Linked DNA regions of Sus scrofa: regions 1 and 3 are each linked to region 2. Evidence: chromatin contacts called from public Hi-C and promoter capture Hi-C data. All regions are on one chromosome and are shown on one strand. The core of a region is the stretch at or near the end of the contact, and the rest is flanking DNA. Distances in the headings are between cores, read along the strand shown.

Evidence for each region. Promoter capture Hi-C pulls out the DNA fragments that hold promoters and counts their contacts. Hi-C and Micro-C count contacts between places; a contact is called where the count stands out from the background.
Region 1: a Hi-C map of omental adipose tissue shows a contact between it and region 2, with 1.5 times the contacts expected there. The contact joins the promoter of BORCS6 here to the promoter of PFN1 in region 2. A contact is called at or near these places in 2 of 47 Hi-C or Micro-C datasets (embryonic fibroblasts and omental adipose tissue).
Region 3: a promoter capture Hi-C map of liver shows a contact between it and region 2, with 10 times the contacts expected there. The contact joins the promoter of PER1 here to the promoter of PFN1 in region 2. A contact is called at or near these places in 2 of 5 promoter capture datasets (fetal liver and liver) and 2 of 47 Hi-C or Micro-C datasets (liver and skeletal muscle).

The regions. Positions count from the first base shown.
Region 1 is chr12:53,404,768-53,409,058 of Sscrofa11.1, reverse strand. BORCS6 (BLOC-1-related complex subunit 6) reads left to right here and starts at 2,307. Exons shown (of 3, transcript XM_021067862.1): 1 at 2,307-4,291. The coding sequence starts at 2,948. The coding sequence ends at 4,012.
Region 2 is chr12:51,960,726-51,964,655 of Sscrofa11.1, reverse strand. PFN1 (profilin 1) reads right to left here and starts at 2,014. Exons shown (of 3, transcript NM_001244416.1): 1 at 1,683-2,014; 2 at 26-218. The coding sequence starts at 1,814.
Region 3 is chr12:53,374,986-53,379,403 of Sscrofa11.1, reverse strand. PER1 (period circadian protein homolog 1) reads left to right here and starts at 2,681. Exons shown (of 24, transcript XM_005657042.3): 1 at 2,681-2,831; 2 at 3,061-3,197. VAMP2 (vesicle-associated membrane protein 2) reads left to right here. Exons shown (of 5, transcript XM_003358281.5): 5 at 1-997.

The DNA.
Region 1 (4,291 bases), core at 1,058-3,557, 1.4 Mb before region 2:
GCCCCTGCATCTTTCTAATGTAGTTTCATCATAATTTTTTGTTAGATTTATTCATTTGAAAATAGTTATTCAGTGCTTTCTACAGTCCAGGTGCTGTTCTAGAGGCTGGGGAGTGAAAAACCCCTCTGAGCTCAGGAAACTTGCCAATCTAGCGGATCACTGTCAGTGTCCAGTGTGTGTGTAATGACCATGAGATGCTAGCCGAGCTGACTTGTGGCACTCTGTCCCTTTCTTTTGGAATAGAGGCCCCTAAGGTCAATAGCCTGTGTCATTTGTTCATCCCCTCTTTATAGATCACATCTCCAAATTCTCCCCCAAGCTGATTGCTTAGTTATCAACATCCATCAGACTGTCACTCCATTGTGTCATACAGGCCTAAGATGGACTCTTAAAAGGTTAGAAAAAATTCTGAGGTCACAGACCATATAAAAATGGGTCTGGAGTTCCTGCTGTGGCTCAGAGGTAAGGAGCCTGACTAGTGGGCCCTATGAGGATGTGGGTTCCAGCCCCGGCCCTGCTCAGTGGGTTAAGTATTCAGCTTTGCAGTGAGCTGTGGTGTAGGTCACAGACATGGCTGGATCTGCATGGCAGTAATTGTGGCTGTGGCATGGACCTGCAGCTTAGCTCTGATTTGACCCCTAGCCTGGGAACTTCCATATGCCACATGTGTGGCCCTAAAAAGAAAAAAAAAAAAAAAATGGGGTGGAGAGCTGGATTTGGCCCCACAGGTCATATTTTGCTGACCCTTAATGTAGTGGACACTGTGGTCACTCCCCCACAGCCACTCCCCCCCCCCCCCCTGTGTTGCAGCTGTTTGAGTTTGGAGAGAACTAACCCTCCATCTCTAGCTCCAGGAGGAGCATAATTGTTTTAACCTAGTCAGTTAACTCTTATCACCTTGCCAGAGTGATAGCTTCCAGATGCTCAGTCCTAAGTCAATCATACAGGGTATTACCCTGGCCAAAGTGACTAAACTGGGCATATGAACCAGTTTAGGCCAATGAGATGTGGAGGGAGATTAACTGGGGCTCTTGGGAAAGTTGCATCCTTCTTCTGCGAGGTCTAATGGAAGCTAGTCCTTTCTTCCCTTCTGGAAAGTGGGGGAGTGTATCAGCTAGGATTTCTGGTTGCATGCAACAGAAAACAATTCAAGTTCATTTAAGCACAAATAGACCTTATTTTCAGCATGCTGGGTAATTCACAGAATCTCTAGGAGAACTAGGCTTGGGTTTTACACAGCCAGGAAGCATTCCACTGCAGAAGTGGTCCAGTAGACGGTGGTGGGAGCCTAAACCATGTGCCAGGGAAGCTGGGAAAGGGACTGCTTGGTATTCCAGCTTTTGTAGTGAAGATGGGCTCTGCCTGATGAGGTGGAAGAGTCCTCAAACCCTGGGATTCAGATACCCTGGGAGGGGCCAAAAGAATGACTCTGGATCCTGGTTACAGACTGAATGTTTTGGGCTTTCTAAAATTCATGTTGAACCCTTACCCCACAATGTGATGGTATTTGGAGGTGGGAACTTTGGAGGTAATTAGGTTTAGGTCATGAGATTGGGGACCTCATGATGGGATAGGTGTCCTTATAAGAAGAGGCCAGAGGTGTTCCCTGGTGGTTCAGCAGGTTAAGGATTGAGTGCTGTTACTGCTCTGAGTCAGGCCACTGCTGTGGTGTAGGTTCCCTGGCCTGAGAAGTGATGCAAACACATCTTGAATGAGTTCAGGCCAAAAAGGAGAAATTAATGGCTTGGGGTCATTTACTTAATAAATATTTATTGAGCACCTACTATATGCTAGGCACTGTCCTAAGCACTGGGGCTACAAATGAGAACAAAAGAGACAAAAAGCCTTACCCTCTTGGAACTTACATGAGTAAGTAAGCAAATATATTGTATTCCAGATGGTGATAAGTGCTAGGAAGAAAAGGCAGGGAAGGAAGATGAATTGCTGGAGAAAGTGGTTGCAATTTTAAACACTGTAAGGAAGGCCTCACTGAAAAGATAGCATTCGAATAAGGACCCGAAGGAGAGAAGGAAAGGAGGAATATCCAAGATGAAAATTTTTCTTGGTTGATAGACCTAGCCTCAAAAAAAGGGTGGTTGGGGTGGGGGTAGTTGCAAGAGCAAGTCTAAATCCCTGAGACGTCAGCATGTCTGTCTTCTCAGGAAGAGTGAGGAGGCCAGTGTGGCTCCAGCAGGAGCAGTAGGGGAAGACATGAGATCAGAATGGTACCAGGACTCTGACCTTCAGGCTCATTCGTTTATTGAATGTTTTACCTAGTGGTGAAATCACACACCATCCTCCAAGAGGAAACTCTCAAACCTGGAAGGGGCGGGAAGACAGAGTGGCAAATGAGAAGAGAAGCGCTTAAGCCCGCTTCTCTGCCCACTGTGAGCCGCTCTGGGCAGTTCATTTCCTAGAACCATGGAACGAACCATTCATGTTCTGTTGAGAATTCTGGTTTTATCCTTTCTGATCAACTAGGCGCGGTTCAATCCCGACTGTCCAAGCAGGATATACTACTTCCATCCCAAAAACCTCTCTTAGGAACCCTGATTCCTGTCCTCACCAGATGTGTTTGTTAAGCGGCAATTGTGGGCCTGGCAACTGTGGGCGGAAAAAGCCAGAGCCCCGCCCCCGGTGGACTCTAACGTTTCAGGATCTTCATCTTTAAGATCTGCCCCCTCAACTTTTTGAAAGGGCTGGGCGAAGAGCGCAGCTGTCACCTCCTACTCTCCACCCCGCGGGCTCTCACGTGCGTTCGATTGCTCAATAACAGCGCTCCTTCTGGGACTTCCTGGTCGCCGCGCCCAATCAGAGTGTTGTTTCCGTCCTGACCATTGTCAGCCGGTGGCCAATCGGCGCGCCTCTACAACGCCCCTTAAAGGAGCCGCCAAGGCCTTCCCAGCCGGGGCGAACCAATTCCTCGGTTCCTGCCCCCAACTGCGGTATGGAGTCGCCTCGGGGGCGGCCTGGGCCCGAGGCGGACCTTCTGGCTCTAGGAGAACAGCAAGCCGCGATCTTCGGCGGCGGCCCGGGCCGAACGCCCTCTGAGCCGCCCGCAGGCCTCCGGCTGTCCGGAGAGGAAGAGGCCGAGAACGTTGAGGGCACGAGCCGCCACCCCAGGGCGTCCCCAAAGCCTTCGGGCTGCAGCTTCGTCCACCGGCCGGAACGGGAGCCTCGGGAGGATGAGCTGGGCCGGCGAGGGACCCCTTCTGGGGCAGAGAGCTGCCTGGGGGCGCCGGGTCCCGAGCATGATCCGCATGGGTCCTTGCGGCTCAAGAACCCTGAGCCGCCAGAGGACAAGCCTGCATCTGAGAGGGTCTGCCGTCGGGGGAGCCCTGGAGGCGGCGGGATGGATGTTGAGCAGGAGAAGGAAGACGATGAGGAGGAGGCGGCAGCCGGCAGGACTGGCCGTTCGTTCTCCAGCCGCCTTCAGGACAGCCGCAGCCTGGACGGGCTGAGCGGGGCGTGCGGAGGCTCCGGGTCCGCAGGGGGTGCCGAGTATGGCCCGGGCGGCGGGCGGCGCGCCACCATCTCCAGCCCCCTGGAGCTCGAGGGCACGGTGAGCCGCCATGGCGACCTCACCCACTTTGTCGCCAACAATCTGCAACTGAAGATCCGTCTGAGCGGCGCCCCTCAACCCCCGCCCCCTGCCCCTGCGCGGCCCTGTTCAGCTCCGACACCCACTCCGGCCATCCCTCCCATCGATCCCGACGTGCTGCGGGACCTGGAGCGGCTGAGTCGGGAGCTGGGCGGCAGGGTGGACCGTCTGCTTCGCGGGTTAGGTGGTGCGGTTCAGGAGCTGACAGCTCTGAGTGTGGGCTGCATCCAGACCTACCGTGATGCCGTGGACTCCTTAGGCGAAGCTGTGGACATGAGCATCAAGGGCATGTACACCCTGCTGGCGCGCTGTGAGGAGCTGGAGCGAGCTCTGCAGCCGGTTCAGGGGCTGGCACGCCAAGTCCGGGATATCCGACGCACTCTGGAGGTTTTGGAGGCCCTGTGCAAGTGACCAGGAGGGCGGGAGCGGCCTGGCAAGGCCAGGTATCAGCAGGATCTTAAGGACTCTTCAAGGAGCCTTGGTGGGAACCTGCCCACTGAGGGGAGGCCTATGCATTGGAAGCTTTTCCAGATAACGTTTAGCCGGCCCGCGACCACTCGCTAGACCTTATGCAGGTGTATATGGGAAGTTCTAAAGGCCCTTCTGGTGGGAGGAGGTGATGCTCTGCTTCTATTCAGTTGGCTCTCTGCAGCTACCTTGTTCTCCTAACTCTCTGCCCTAGTTAGAGCA
Region 2 (3,930 bases), core at 765-3,264:
AAGGGCAAAAAACTCAGAAACTCACTCTTGGCAGTCATGGTGACAGTGATATTGAAGGTGGGGGCTCCGCCAGTGCTCTTGGTACGAAGATCCATGGTAAATTCCCCGTCCTGCAGCAGTGAGTCCCGGATCACAGAGCATTTCTGGCCCCCAAGCGTTAGCCCATTCACGAAAAAACTTGACCGGTCTTTGCCAACCAGGACACCAACCTCAGCTGGCTGGAAGGGGAACCAAGCACCATCAAGTTAGTCAGTACCCCAAGGTTCCCACCTTCTCCAAGGACCCACCTGCCTTCCATTTCTTCAGGAAGCTAACCCCCCTGGGAGGGGTGTATGTTATGTGCTTTGTACACACCAGTGAAATTTGAGCAACTCAGGACTGTCGGAAGTTCGTGCACAAAAAGATCATGATCCTCAAACTTAGGAGAATGGTAACAGAAAGGGACGACATATTCCCCTGGAGACTTAGATGTCATTTCTTGGGAAAGCAAACCCAGGAAATAAAGGGGGCCAAAAAGGAGTGAGGAGAGTGGAGTGGAATGGACTGGAGAGCCTTTGGATGCTCAGAAGTCTCCTTCAGGAAAAGCAGAAGCGAAGAGGGGAAGGGAGGGGGCGGGCGAAGCAGGAGAAGCAACTTTGCCCTTATTTGGTCAAAGGTTCTACAGGAGTTGTTAGGGGCCCGGACGCCTGGGTCTCTAAGTAACCTTGAGTTCAGGTCCAGGTATCTGTGCTCTAAGAGGAGGAAGCAAGATGTCTGGGGGCATTCCGGGAAAGTTGAAAAACTTTTGGAGGGGGCCTGGGGCTAGACCCAGCAAGCCAGCTCTCGGGTCTTGATACCCCAGGGAAACTCTCTCCCCTCCCCCTTACACCCCAAATCCCCACATCCGGTCCCCTCCCGCCCGGAAATCCCCTTCCCCCCCTTTCGAACTTCCGCTCCCCCTCCCCACTTCCGGGCAGTGTGGACTGGGGAGGTGGTGAGGGGACAGCAGAAGTCATCCCTTACTCCTTCACTGATAATTCAGTCCTAGAACTTCTCACAAAGTTCCCCTGCTCCAGGCCCCGCCGGATGGCGGGAAGGGAGGGCGAGGGGACTTCCGGGATCGGTCTCACAGGAATGTTGAGTCTAACGTGCCGACTGCGGGGGGGCGGAGGGCGTGAGGCGGCCTAGCCCTCTCTAACGGAGCTGGGAGGGGCAGGGAGCGCAGAGGACGGGCATGGGACCTTGGCCACGCGAGCCGGGCTCCCACCGCATAAGGAGGAACAATGGTGGAGGGGGCGCGAGCAGGCGGGCGGAAGTGGAGCTCAGGGTCCAGGGGTCCCCGAGTCCCTTCTCAATCACAATCCCGGGTTGAAACTGCAGCGTGTGCCCGCCCCGCCCTGGAGGAGACGGAAGTGGGCCGCCGCACCGGGCGGCGCGCCCCTCCCCGCCCTGTGCCCCGGATGTAACGCCCCGTCTCGGAGAGCGGGGCCGGCGGGCTGGCCGGGCGCCGCCGCCCGGGACGTACGACTCGGGGGGCCCCGGGACGGACCGGCTCACGTGCAGCCACCATTCGCGCCACTTCCAGGGCCAGGAGCGACCACGGCTTTTCGCTGCGCTCTCCAGAGCGTGCCCGCCCCCACCCAAGTCCCTCCCTCAGGGTCCAAGCCCGGCCAGTTCCCCAGACCCCGCAGGCCTCGCAGTACCGTGATGTTGACGAAGGTTTTCCCGGGGACGGCGGCCCAGACGGAGGGCGAGTCCTTATAGCCCACGATGGCCGCGTCCTGACAGGTCCCGTCCGCCATGAGGTTGTCGATGTAGGCGTTCCACCCGGCCATGGCGCTGCTACTGGGGCTGCTCTCGGGGCTACTGCTGGGGCCGCGGGTTGGGCTCGGGCTGCCTCGGACTGGCGGGCGGGGGAAGGCAGAGAGCTTGGGGCACGCGCTGCCGTCCGGACCGCGGCTCTGCTAGCTGTGCAGCAGCCCTCGCACCGCCACTTCCTGCTCCTCCCCACCCCCCTAGATTTTTATTTGCAAAGGGCGGTGGGGGCGGGGCCTACTCCTCATCCCCTCCCTCCTCCTTCTCGCCTGCCCAGATACCGAACTTTGCAAATGCAATTTAAAAAATCCCTCCCCCTATTGCAAAATTTGCCGAGTTCGATGGGAACCGACGCTGAAAGGATGGGAGGCGGGGGGGTTAGAGTTGGGGCTCGCGCCAATTTGCATAGAATATTAGACTTTGGTGTAGGGAAAGAGAGTGAGCCAGAGGGAGGAAGGAAAGTGAACGGAGAAAGAACTAGCGAGCTGCAAATTTAGCAGATTAAGAGGGTTCGGGGAACTCAGGGTTAAACGGAACGACTCCCCCTTCCCCCACCTCTGCTGTGGGGTTGCGGGGGGAGGAACGGCAGGCGGCGGCAGCGCGTGCGCCCGCGCCTGCGCCGGGGCAGAGAGCGAGAGCGCGTGGGGCGGTTAGGGCCGGCCGCCGGCTTCGCGGGCGCGCGCCGGGGCGCGCCGGGCCGGGCCGAATTGGACCCCCAGCGAAGGAAGGCGGGCCGGGGACGTGTCTGCTGCTGGGCGGAAGGGGCGGGGGTGAGGCGCGCACGTTACCGCTTCTGCACTCTTGATTTTATTTATTCAAGAAATAAAGGCAGTAAAGGGAAATTTGACAAAATACCCCGACCATTTTCCAAGTTGAAGGCGCCCACCGGGGACACTTCTGTCCTCAGCATCTGCACGGCGGCATAAGTTGCACTCGCTGGAGCCCACCCGACTCCACGGGGATTATCCCTCGCGCTGGATCAGCTCCAGCCTTAGGCCTCACTCCATGACTGTGCCCCGGTCAGCAGTTTGGGTCGCCGTCCGTCCCCCTTACCCTGTCTCTGCAGAGGTCACTGAGCCTCGGCGCCCGCGGGGCGCGGCGGGCGGGCCTATTTTTCAAGGCGGAAGAATACTAGGGTTTCAACATGCAACTTTTTCAAGAAGAGGAAAGTCCCTTCTACCCTGGCCCCCTGGGCCTTTTTCCTCTTCTTTTTTCAGTAAAACTTATGCTAAGAAATTGTGTGCGAAGAGTTCGTTCGCCGCCCGCTGGGAAGCGGGTGGGGTTAGGACCCGGCTTAGGTGAACCAGCCCCGGCTGGCCGCCGGGTCCGCTGAGGGGCTTGGCCGCTTCCGGTCCCTCGGGGGAGGGGCGCCTCCCGGGCGTGAAGGGGCTTCGTACCTTCCCCGTCCCCCCCAGAGGGGTGCGGTGCTCCCGAGGCCGCTGCGAACCCTAAAGGCACCCGCCGCCCCCCGAGCCTGGTTCCTCGACAGCCGCCGTGGCTGAGTCACTGGCCGGCCCGGGCGGGGCCGCACGCGGGCACGTGGCGGCGCTCCCCGCCCGCCGTCTCCTGACCTCTGGCCTGCCGCACCCCCTACCCCAGGGTGGAAATCTCCCGAGAGGGAGCGGCCAGAGATAAGGGGGGGGTGAGATGGAAGACGGGAGTAGGGATCCTGGGGTGGGGGCTGGGAGACCGACCCCGCAGGGCAGGCGGGGTGGGGAGGAGAGCTCGGGAAAGGGCCGGGGGTGAGTCACCAGGCGCTGGCCGCTCCGGCGCCTGCGGGAAGGACCTCCGAATCAGGGGCGACGAGCCGAGGCGCCGGTGACCCTCGCCCTTTGGCTGGCCAGCCTGCTGGCCCAAGCCCCAGCGTGCCCTCCGCTCCCGGCTGGGTTTGCAGCCCAAGTCGGCACAGACTTCACTCCCGCCCAACACGCCCAGGCGGAGAAATTCACCAAATTCCGAGACGCGTTTTCCCGCAGGGCTGTTAGCAGACCACCCAACTGCCCCCCCCCACCCGCCACGGCGGTCAGACGCTCAGAAAGGGCCACACTCCTGTTCATTTTTTTTCACTTTGCTTGAACACCATTCATTGATAGACTGGGATCGCGACCTGAAGCGCCCGCCGTCGGTGGGGAAAGG
Region 3 (4,418 bases), core at 1,432-3,931, 1.4 Mb before region 2:
ATCACACTTTTCATTTGCATGACATTACTTGCAGGTGGTAGGGAGCCTGGGCATTGGGGGTGTCAGGCTGTTCTGGCCCCCAGAATTGCCCTCTCCGAGCCCCTCCAGTCCAGTTTGCCTCCCCTTCCCCGATTTTCCAAACCTCTTGTCCCTCCTTCCCCTCCCCCCAGCTGGTGTGTACGTGTCTTGGAGTTCAGTGTGTTATGATGGACCAATAATTCTGCCACTTGGAGTCTCTCCCCACATTCCTGCTCCCCAGTTTTCAAGTGGGGTGCTCAATTGACATTCCCATGGGGTCTCCCTCCCTCCCATCTGCCTGACCCGCCTCCTCCTCCTCCCAGCAGGAGAGTTGGGGGTTGGCCACAATCTGATTTTTCTTGGGAGAGGTGGCTACCTGTGTGTGTGGGGTCATCACTGCCTTGGGGAGGAGTGGGGCAGGGCAAAGAATCCTCCCAATTCCTGCCTGAAATCTCTGGCCCCACCCCTGCTGGGGGTTTGACTGAAAGCCCTCCTCACCCATTTGGGGGGTGTTGCCCTATCAGCTCCTCTGATTGCCCCCCTGAATTCGGGGCAGGGGTTTTAGTCACTGCCAATGTGTGTGTGGGACTTGCCGGAAGGTGGTGATTCTTTCCCCTCTCCAGGGTGGTGGAGCCCAGAGAGAGCTGTCTCCTCCTTAGGTGAAATGATAAGGAAGGATGTAACGTCTTTTTTAATGGCACAATTTTGGGGGTCTGAGGGTGCAGTCCCTTAACCTGCCACTGGAAGGGACCGCCTAAACTCTTCCCCCCACACTCAAAGGTTTCTGTGTGGAGGGGGAGCAGGGAGATCAAAGCTGTGTTGTGAAAGGGTAGGGAAAGATGCTGGGGGTGGGGGTGCTGTGTTCTAGACCCCCTTATTATCCCAGTGTCCCCTGCCCCGCCTTCCCTCACCCCATGCCCCCAATTCTGTGGCGCATCCAGATTGTGAAAATGTACAATAAATGTGTAATGAGTAACCAGGTGGTGGTTTAAGATCTTTTCCTAACCAGTGGGAAGGGTGTTGGATCTGCAGGTAAAACAAGAAGGTTGAGAAGATACATCTGGAAGAGACTGAGCTTTGCCAAGGAACCTGACCTTGGGCAGGGCAAAGTGTGATCCCAAAAGTGGCCACAAGGGGGCACCAGGAATCGATAATGTGTTCATGAGCCCAGGGCCTCAGCCTGGTGAACCCTGCGGTCTGGGCTTCTCAGCTTTCCCCCCATTCCTTTTCTGAGGGCATTTTGCTGTTTCTTGGATCCCTTTCTACTCCTTGACTTAACTCTCAGGTGTTACGCAGTTGCTCCTGTGGTCATTTACTCCTAGACCTGAAATAGGTGGACAACTGGGAAACATCTCTTCCCCTTTGTGCCTAGAACAGTGCTAACATCCAGAAGGGTTAATAAATACTAATTGAACAAAACGGCTCAGGGAGACAGAGGTGAGTGTGGTGTGGAGTCGGCTGCAGGGCTTGCCACCCCTGCCCTGTGTGCAGTCAGACTGGTGACTCTGGACCCCCACACTGAACTCTTAATCTCCAGCAACAAATGCAGCCGATGTGGTACCCTTGCATCTCTGACCCCGGGCACTTCAACAGTAGGTGGGAGTGCTAGGTGAGCTCCGGAGGGCCCATTTTTCTGGGCGGCAACATGAGGGTTCCGCATAGGAAATCTCGATAATGTTTCCTAAACTTGTCGGCTCATGAGAACTACCAGGAATGCTTTTTAAAATAGATTTTCAGGCCCCTTCCCCGGAGATTGAGTCAGCAGTTGTAAGGGACCAAGTGATTCTTATAATTAGGTATACAGTCATTATCATAATGTTCACCATTTGTTGAGGGCTTACTATTTTCAGGACAGGTACTAAGAGCCTTTTTACCCTTCATCTACTGAGTTCTTTACAGGCTTAGGATTCCCGCAGGCTCTTGGACCCGCCTTCTTTATGTGGGAGATCTGGGTTCAAATCATGATCCCATTAGAGACTAGCTTGTTCTTCCGGACAGATTATGTAACCTCTCTGAATCTCAGTATCATTAGTGAGGCGGTGGGAAGTGAGCCGCCGCCTCTTCCGGCTTTATAAGAAGCGCGTGGCCTGGCCACAGAAAATAATCTGGGAGGTGGCTATCATCTTTTTGTCATCATCGTCACGCGGTACGGAGACCTGAAGACCGCTTCACCTAATGCTCACACCTTCCAGCTACTGGGAGTTTCAGGTCCAGAGTCCCAGCGCGGGGGCGCTCTTGTCACGCACGGGACGGCTCTCAAAGCGCCCCCCACAAAGTTACGGGCGCTCACATCTGCGCCTGCGCAGACTCGGCAGTCTAGGGTAAGAGTGTCGTCAAGGAAAATCCCCAGCTTCTAGGTAAACAACTTGCCGCGTGAGACCGCCTGCACGTGTCCTCTACAGCTCCGGAATGTCTCAGCCTATGAGAAAATTGGGAGGGCTGGACTGACGTTTGCGTCACCAATCTAGGCAGGCCGGGGGTGGAGTCACAGCCAATAAGAATTTCGGATGTGAGTGGGGGCGTGTCTTTCCTCAGACCTCCAATCAACGCGCTAGGGCGGCCCCTCCCGCACGTGGATCTGTCGCTTGGTAGGCAAACTGACCAATGAGAAGGTGACGGCGGCGGGCGGTGCCAATGGTAGCTGGGCGGAGGCGGGGGGGGCCCCGCACGCGGCGCGGGGCATGGGTCGGCGCCCTTAGGCCAATAAGCTTGAGGGGCGTGGCGTCCTGGTCGGCGGGCGAGGCTGAAGGAGCGAGTCCAAGTCTCCGAGATCCTAGTTGGGAAGAAACTGTACCGCGCGTGAGAGCCGAGCGGTGAGTGCTCCGGCGTGGTGGGGTGGGGAGCGGGGAGCGGCGGCGATTGGTATAGGTTTTTCCCGCGTGGCGTAAGGAGGAATGTTAATGCAGTACCGTGAAGGAGAATGTGTGGATATGTGATCGCCGCGGTGGGAGCTCTAGTGGTTGCAGGGAATAGGGGCCGCGAACTCAGTTCTAGAGAGAAGGGAGCAGGAATCACTGATTTAAGATCCCTCGCTATTCCAAGGTGCCTGGATCCCTGACTGCCGCGGGGAGGGGTTCGGAAGCGTTCGGCAGCCTGAGGGAGCTGAGACCTCTGCTCCCAGGAGGTACCGGACCCTTTAGAACCAGTGGGGGACGTTCCAGTGCGTGACTGTTGCTCGGGTAGGTGCCTTAAGCACTTGAAAGAGGCCAGGGCGGTGGAGGGAGAAGTTCTCGTCGTTGTTGCTTCTTCGGTTAAGGACGCCGTTTCTGTGAGGATGCAGGTTCTATCCCTTGGCCTCACTCAGTGGGTTAAGGATCATCAGCTGCAGCGTAGGTCGCAGATGCAGCTCGGATTCCTTGTTGCCCGTGGCTGTGCCGGTTGCTCCAGCTGCAGCTCCGATTGAACCTCTGGCCGGGGAACTCATGCCTCATTTGCGGCCAGCAGTAAAAAGGAAAAAAAAAAAAAAAGCAGGAGTTGTGAAGCTAGAGAGAGGCCCTGGTAGGGCAGGTGGGTGGGTACCAAGGGATTGACAAGGTGACTTGAAAAAGGGTGGTGTGATGATTTATGTGACCCTGAGCCAGTCACATCTTGGCTGTGGCTCTGGATGTCTCTCTCATGTGTAAAAAGAAGGGGTTGGGCCTCGGAGCCATCCTTGGGAGTGAGCGTGGGGTAGGAACTATTGGATCTCAAGAGGGAGGATGGATTTGTGCAGATTGGATGCACGTGTGTCTTCCTGAGTCCTTGGAGGGGAGGAGGCAGGAACTGGGTGCTCTGGTATCTGTCTGTACAAGTAACCAGGCCTGTGGTAAAGTGACCTGTGATGAGGTGGAGGAGTCAGGAAGTGGGGTTCCTAGCAGATCACTGGGGCTAGTGGCTGCCAGGGTGATCTCAAGGACTTTGTGAGAATATGAAAACTGGGACAATGCGATTTGAAGTGTGTAGAGAGTGCAGACTGACTGTTGGGGCGGGGGGGATGGCATCTGTGTTTCAGGCACCAAACTCAGAATGGGCTGGGTATTTGAGAGGCCCAGGTCCCCCAGAGGTGGTAACACCTCACAGGTTCTTGAAGGGTAAGAAGCCAGAACGACAAGCCATTAACAGAGTTCAGATTCGAATCCTGGGCCCCATTTGTTAAGAGTCAGAGAACATATTATGAAGCAACTTAGGCAAGTTTAGTAACTTCTGAGCCTTAGTCGGTCTTTGTGCAATGGGGATAATGATATCTATCTCACAGGCTTGTTCTGAAGATTAAATAAGTTAATGTATGTAAAGTACTCAGCAAAATGCCTGGGTCATATTTAAAAAAAATTTTTTTTAGCTAAAAAATATGGCTGTATGGTGACAGTAACAGGAATGGGTGAAAGATTTCTGTGAATGCTGTGGTTAGGGACTGACAATGC